2 separate regions of the Gossypium hirsutum genome follow, and region 1 is linked to region 2. The links are chromatin contacts, called in public Hi-C maps. All regions are on one chromosome and are shown on one strand. The core of a region is the stretch at or near the end of the contact, and the rest is flanking DNA. Distances in the headings are between cores, read along the strand shown.

What was found. A called contact is a pair of places that touch in the nucleus more often than the background predicts.
Region 1: a contact with region 2 is called in a Hi-C map of leaf, with 1.8 times the contacts expected there. The contact joins the promoter of LOC107943041 here to the promoter of LOC107924354 in region 2. A contact is called at or near these places in 5 of 34 Hi-C or Micro-C datasets (hypocotyl, leaf and petal).

The regions. Positions count from the first base shown.
Region 1 is chrA12:59,069,197-59,072,892 of Gossypium_hirsutum_v2.1, forward strand. LOC107943041 (protein LIKE COV 2) reads right to left here and starts at 1,742. Exons shown (of 7, transcript XM_016876767.2): 1 at 1,551-1,742; 2 at 575-627; 3 at 365-474. The coding sequence starts at 1,736.
Region 2 is chrA12:58,929,942-58,933,335 of Gossypium_hirsutum_v2.1, forward strand. LOC107924354 reads left to right here and starts at 1,313. Exons shown (of 9, transcript XM_016854758.2): 1 at 1,313-1,853; 2 at 1,931-2,086; 3 at 2,867-2,947; 4 at 3,058-3,146; 5 at 3,239-3,313. The coding sequence starts at 1,964.

The DNA.
Region 1 (3,696 bases), core at 492-2,991, 140 kb after region 2:
TGATGAAGCAGTAGGTTGTCGCATGTACCATGTAATAATCATAAATGCTTCTGATGATATTCAGAAATCAGTTACAACTTCATCAGCAATGTTTATCACAATGGAGTTAAAACCCTCAATAGCGATTTTGAGTTCTATTCTTCCTTGAACTTCTCTATAGAATATTATAAAGATTGCAAGCCGATTTTTTTTTTCCTTCTTTTTCTTTTTGGCAATAAACATACATTTTTGGATTATGAAGAAATTTTGGGGTTTGATGATCGTGAAGAATGGTTGAATAGTGATAATTGAAGTAAGAACTTATAAACTTAGCCACACTTCAATCATCAAACATCAAAGGCACAAGTAATACAATTAAACTTACCAAATATGTCAATGCCAAGTCGTTCATATAATGGACTGAAGAAACCGTCAACAAACTGAATAAACCACCAAGTAATGAAAAATGTAACTGCCACAGGAAAAAGGACCACACTGCAATTTTGCATGTCAACATGTTGTTACTTGTTAAGCTTTGAAATATCAAAAGAAATAATGGAAGACTGACATTTGGGGAAATATAAAAGCTTAATACCATCCAGTCATGAACTTCTTTGAGACCCAACTTTGGAGAACAAAACAACAAGCCTGAAGAATAAAACACAAATGCTCAGACTGGAAAATAAAACAGAATGCTTCGATATCAATACAACATATTTATTCTGAAAACTGCTCTCATTGCTTCCACGCTTTCTAAGACTTACATTGAAACTTAAACATAACTGTTCTTTTCAATTTGGGGCAAACATAATTACTTTAAAACCACTCAAGTAGTCAAACTCTGAATCGTTCATAATAATGACTTGAAAATGATTAAATTCCTTGAAAATGGGCACATGAAATTTCCATGAAGCATTTCAACAATAGAAACGCTAATTGGTTTAACCAAGAAATACATAAAGAACAAACCTTATCGTGGAAGCACTCTATCGTACAGGTCATTCAATTTCTTGGTATTTTAGTAAGGAAAAAAAGGGATAATTTAAATGCTAAACCCTAAAAGCAGAAGCATTTATCCTCAACGCTTAAAATCCTTCTAATGCGCGGCTATTAATTAGTTTTTTCCATAAAAAAACGATAGAAAGAATCAACAGGTCATCAAGATTTCCACTTTTAAAACAGGTTGAAGCCAAACCCGAGGACAATCAAAACCAACAGAATTTCTGGATATAATTGGGAGCTCAACCATTTTCATTTTCTTTTTCCCCCCTTAATATGAAGAGTCCAACCAGTTGACACTCAATAAACATAGTGAAGAAAGTTTATGATAAATCTTGGGCGATATTTGACCATTTTCAGTTCCTACATCCCAAATTCGGCAGGGATTTCCCATATCTGCAGTCAAAATTCCGTTACTCGCAAATTATATTTAGTGCAAAGGCTCAATTACAACTACATTTGGACTAAGAAAAATATGAAAGAAGTCCAAGAAGAAAGATGAGGGAGTGGGTGTGGTTAATTGATGGAAGTCAAACCTAAAAGAGGGGGGAAAAAAGAAAGAGAAAATGGACCTTGCGAGTGGAGGAATTGGGGGAGCTAGGCCTAGGAGGAGACTTAGCCGGATCTTCGGGATCGACACCACTATTTTCGGCTTGGCTCAGTGGAATCGACGTTGATTCTTTCTCTTCCGCCATTACTAGCTGGGAAAAATGTCGGGAAGTTAGACGGGAGATTTGATTATTGAGTGTTACATGCATTTAATTTAATTAAGATTTAAAAAATAAAAAAGGCAATATTTACATCATACGCAATGTCATGCTGGGCGTGGGGTTGGTGTCGCCTTAGGGTCACATTTAGTGGTTATATCAAATATGATTAGTCTATTTATTCATTTGGTCCTAAATTTGTCACAGTTTTTTATCTCAACTTAATACTCCAATTTTTTTTTTCTAATTTTTGCAATCCTCCTAAGGTGATTATCTATACTCTTAATTGAATCTCTCATTAGTTTAGTTGGTATTACAAGTCAACTAGACACCAATTTGATTAAAAAAATTACTAAATTATCTTTCCTTTTTGAAATTATAATATTATAAATGTATCTTAGTATTTCTCGTACTAAAAAACCAATAAAAATGTTGAAATTTTCCATGTCCCCAACATCTAAAACCTTAACTTTACTCCTATACCCAAAGCTTCATTTTGATTATATTTGTACATTTTAATATTATTACACAAAAGTTTGATCGATAATGTCATTAATTGAGTTTGTGGCACAAGCCAACTCAATATTGAATTTTTTATAATTATTTTTTTCTTTTATTATTTTTTCTTTGACCAACATGATAACATTTTGACGTGTTAAAGAAAAATGTTAATGTAACACCCCCGCCTGACTTCCGTCGAATTCGAGTATGGAGTGTCACAAATGGACTAAGTTCAACTATCCTTAATATTTATCGGCTTAACTATTATAACACAGACTAAGTAAAACTAATAATAATTCTTACAACCAAGCTCTTAAACCATTGAATGTTTAATCTCTCAATTTCTGTCTCTAATATTGTCTGTTTACAATAAGACCCTTGAAGTTTTTAACTTAGGGTTAACTATTTCAAAATCCAGACTCTGAGGACGTCATTTGGTTACACCATATTTGATCCTGAGGCGAAGCCTCTAATGATACCCACCTCCTTTGTGCATGATCTTGAGACAACAACGGTCCCCATTCTTCACGCTATCTGACTTAGTCCCTTATCGTAGTCCTTGATCATTCCAATCATTCCTATGTAGATAAGAAAATTTTCCATAAGTTCAAGAGAACTTAGTGAGTTCCTTCACTGCACCAAACTAAACCTTGTCACACGAAGGTAACAAATGTAAAAAAAACTAAACATAAATTAATTACCTGCTCACTCAAGGCAAGTGTTCTTTATCAGGGTGGCTAACTCCACCCGATCCTCTTATGATGAATGAATTAGCATGTGTGAATGTAACAGCCCGATTTTGGGCCTAGCTGGAACAGTGGTTTCAGAACCACTATTCTGAGGCTAGAGAAAATTATTTTGATGTTGTTTTATGTGATATAGAATGTTTATGAAGGTGCATAAAAATTTTGGTATATTAATTTTAGCGATTTCTAGTCCAATTTCGAAAAAGGACTAAATCGCATAAAAGGTAAAAGTTGTGTTTTGATGCCTAAAGGTGTTAAATTGCTTGGTATCTTAAATTGGGGGTCTTTAAAGTGAAATTTGACCATTGAAAGTGTCATGGCCGGCCAAGGGAGACAAATTGGTCAAAAAGCCAAAATTGTGGCTTTTAGGTGACTAAATTAACTAAAAATAGAATAAAATAAAGAAAAGAAAGATCTCATCTTTTCTTCATCTTCTCACCACCAAAAATGGCAGCAAAGAAAGGTTTTAGGAGCTGGAAAATTTCAGCAAAGAAACTCCCGTGCTAGCAAGTGATTTTTAATGTCTTTCTTGATGATTTTTACATTTTTGGAACCCCTAAAGCATGAGCTTTCAAATGAGGGGACTATTTTGCAAAATAATTAAGAGTCTAGGGTTTTTCCATGAAAGCATATGTGTTTTTTTTTTTGAGTTTTTATGGAAGAATATGAGCCTTGGTAGTGTTATAAACAACTTTCATGAAAGAATTTTGCATGAAAGCACCTAAATGGGCTATTTTGTAAAGTTTGTAAAATAAGTGTAAATG
Region 2 (3,394 bases), core at 63-2,562:
TCACATAATCAAGAATAGTTTGCATTTTATTCATTTTAATCCCTATTCTGAAATATTCATATTTTTTATATTTAACATCGAATCAAAATTTAATTTAATATTATTTCATTAGGGACCTTGTAATTTTAGTTTATAGCATAATTTCTTAACTTTCAATTTAGTCCCTAATGTCATAAAATTATCTATAAAGCTTAACTTAATTTCTAACTTAATCCTAACATAATCCAAGTTTACTACTTAATAATCTCTTCAAATTCAAACTTAAATTCATCAAGTATACCTTAATGGTAATTTGCTAAACATCTAACAATTGAAGAAATCAATAAATAGGTTAGCTAAAATAAACTTTCATGATTCAAAATTCATAAAAATCTTAAGAAAAAAAACTTAATTACCTTGATTAATCTTTGACCGAATGCCTAAAGAACTTTTGAAGAATTTTTCTTTCTTCTTTAAGCATTCGGTTCCTAGTTTTCTCTTTCCCACTAATATATATTGATTAATTATTTAATCAAACCTAATTAGCCCAAATTTCAACTTTAAGAATGATTAATTTAATGGTTAACCTTTATTAATTATAAGTGGGCGGGTCATCAGCACTTTCGACTATCCATATAGGATAAATGGTTAAATAACCATTAAGTCTTTTGGTTAATTGCCAGTCAAGTCCTCAAGCATTTTCCAATTTAAAATTTAATACTGATTGAAATTTTCTAATTTAGTCCTTAGACTATAATTATCTACTTTCTCGATTTAATTTCTTTACGAACCACTAATATATTTTCAATTTAAGCATATAAACTCTCCTATACATAATTTTACTAACTTGATTATGGATTTAAATTTCAAAAACACATTTTTTCGACATCTTCTAAAATTATAAGCAACTTTATTTGGGATATAAAAAACAAAATGGGGAAAGAGTATTCGTAGCTAATATAAAAAAGAATTATAAAGAAAACACCAACCATAGATGCCAACTCTATTTAAGATTTAGATTAATTAGAAAAAAAAATCTCTGACACATATGAATATGAACATCAATACAAAACATGAGTTAGAATTAGGTTTACATTAATTAGTCAACTCTTAAATTCATTAATAAAATTAGATTTACGGCATATAGCGAAAACCTATATATATATATATACTTGACACTAAAGGATGTCAAGAAATGTCTAACATATTTATTACGGTGGAGGGTAAAAAAATAATTGCAACTCAATTAGAAACTGCCAAAAATTTGACAATGACCTGTCTACGGTACTTTAATCCATTATATCTCAAATTCAATTGCAACATACAAAAATTTGCAGCGCATATATCAACCATAAACTCCACATGAAGATAATCTTAAAATGAAAACATATTTTTAAAATAATTTTTATAGTATTATATTTAGTAAATAATAAATACTATAATACCAATGCCAAATAAAATTCTTTTATTGAAAAGAAAAGAGGAATGATGGGCTGGGCTAAAGCAGGCGAGCGAGGCTTTTAGGCTTAGTGAATGGCGATGGGAGAGCGCGGTCCAATCGGCGGTAAGACCGCGATTACAGTGAAGAAAAGCCCTACTCCCTCTCAAAGTAGAACTGACATCCCATATCTTTACTTCTTGCTTCTCACTTCTCATAAACATACAAAATCTCCACTCTAAATTTATCGATAATTAAAAACCGTTTCAAGCTACCCGGCCTTATCGCCTGAGGCTTCAACTTCGAGAACCATTATTCCCATTCAAACTTCTGATAGATATACAGAAAAAAAGAAAATACAATACAATAAAATAAAATAAAGGTGTTTGGTCTCAGTTCCAGTTTCAGTCTCTTGCTTTATTTGCATTTAGATAAGGTAAATCCAACAAAACCCAGAGTTTCTTTTCATTGGGGTTTGTGTGTGTGTGTGTGTTTGATTGATTTTTGTTTCAGATTTGAAAGTGGGGGAAGAGGCGATTGAGAAAGATGGATAGGTATCAGAGGGTGGAGAAGCCAAAAGCAGAGATTCTCATAAACGAAAATGAAATTAGGATAACAACACAAGGCAGAATGAGGAATTATATTACCTACGCCACCACTCTCCTCCAAGTAACTTCCTGTTTCTACTCTCTCTTTTAATTTTTACTCTATAGTCTCACTTCCTGTTTTGCTTTGTTTCAGCAATTAATGTTACGTATGTGTGCGTTATAATTGTTTGGATGAAATGCTTCCTATTGAATGAGTAGCTATGTGTCTAACAGGCTTTTGTTAGATTTTTTTCTGAAGTTTTTCCTTTTATTCCGAGATTCATATCCCCATACCCATGTTTAAGTACATAGAATAGATGAGCAGATATATGGGATATCTAACTTTTGAAATTTATGTTGATAAAAAATGTTTCATGGTGTCAATCTTGTGATAATTGGGTTTATGCAAATGCTTCATATTCATGATGGTAAAACCAGTGTAGAGTGGCAATGTTGTGATAAAAATGTATGCCCTCAAGTTCAGTAGGCCTTTTAGGGTATTTATTTAGTTTATGATTTAGATATCAAATATAATTTGGGCCGCTGTTCTATTCGACTGGTTGTGCTCTTAATGGCTAACAGATCTTTGGTATGGTTATAGCAATCGGTTATGGAAATTATATCACGGACAGAGGAGATTTTCTTGAAATTATTTAATGGAAATTGTATTTTCTAGTAAAATTTGAATAGTATGCTTTCTGTAGTTAATCCAGTTAATGGAAAGATTTAATTGGATGATTGCAATTTGAAGTTTAGAAAAATTTCTCCTTTGAAATTTTCCTAGAGGGAAAAAAACTTGGCATTGAATTACTTAATACAAAACTAAATTGTTTTTTCTCTGGTTTTGCCTCTCTATATGTAGGAGAAAGGTTCCAGTGAGATTGTTCTTAAAGCAATGGGAAGAGCCATTAATAAGACTGTGATGATTGCAGAGCTAATCAAGGTAGCATGAAGATGTCTCTCCTTCTAATTCACTCTTCTCAAATACATGTGAACTAATTCATATCTACATATGCCATTTTTCTTTATTTACATCAAGGTTTCTGTTTGCAGAGAAGAATTGCTGATCTTCATCAGAATACTTCAATTGGATCAACTGATATAACCGACATGTGGGAACCACTAGAAGAAGGCCTCCTTCCGTATGAAACATTGACACTTTTATGCTACTCCTTCGCATTGCCATGTTTTAGAGCATATAAATCATGGTGATTGGTTTTCTGTCTTATTACAGTCTGGAGACTACTCGTCATGTTTCGATGATCACTATTACATTATCAAAGAAGGAGCTGGATCTGTCCTCCACAGGGTAAATAACTGAGATCCAAAATTCTATTTACATTTAAACAGTCAGTGTATGCTCCTGCTTATTTTTAATTGTTTAGAAGGT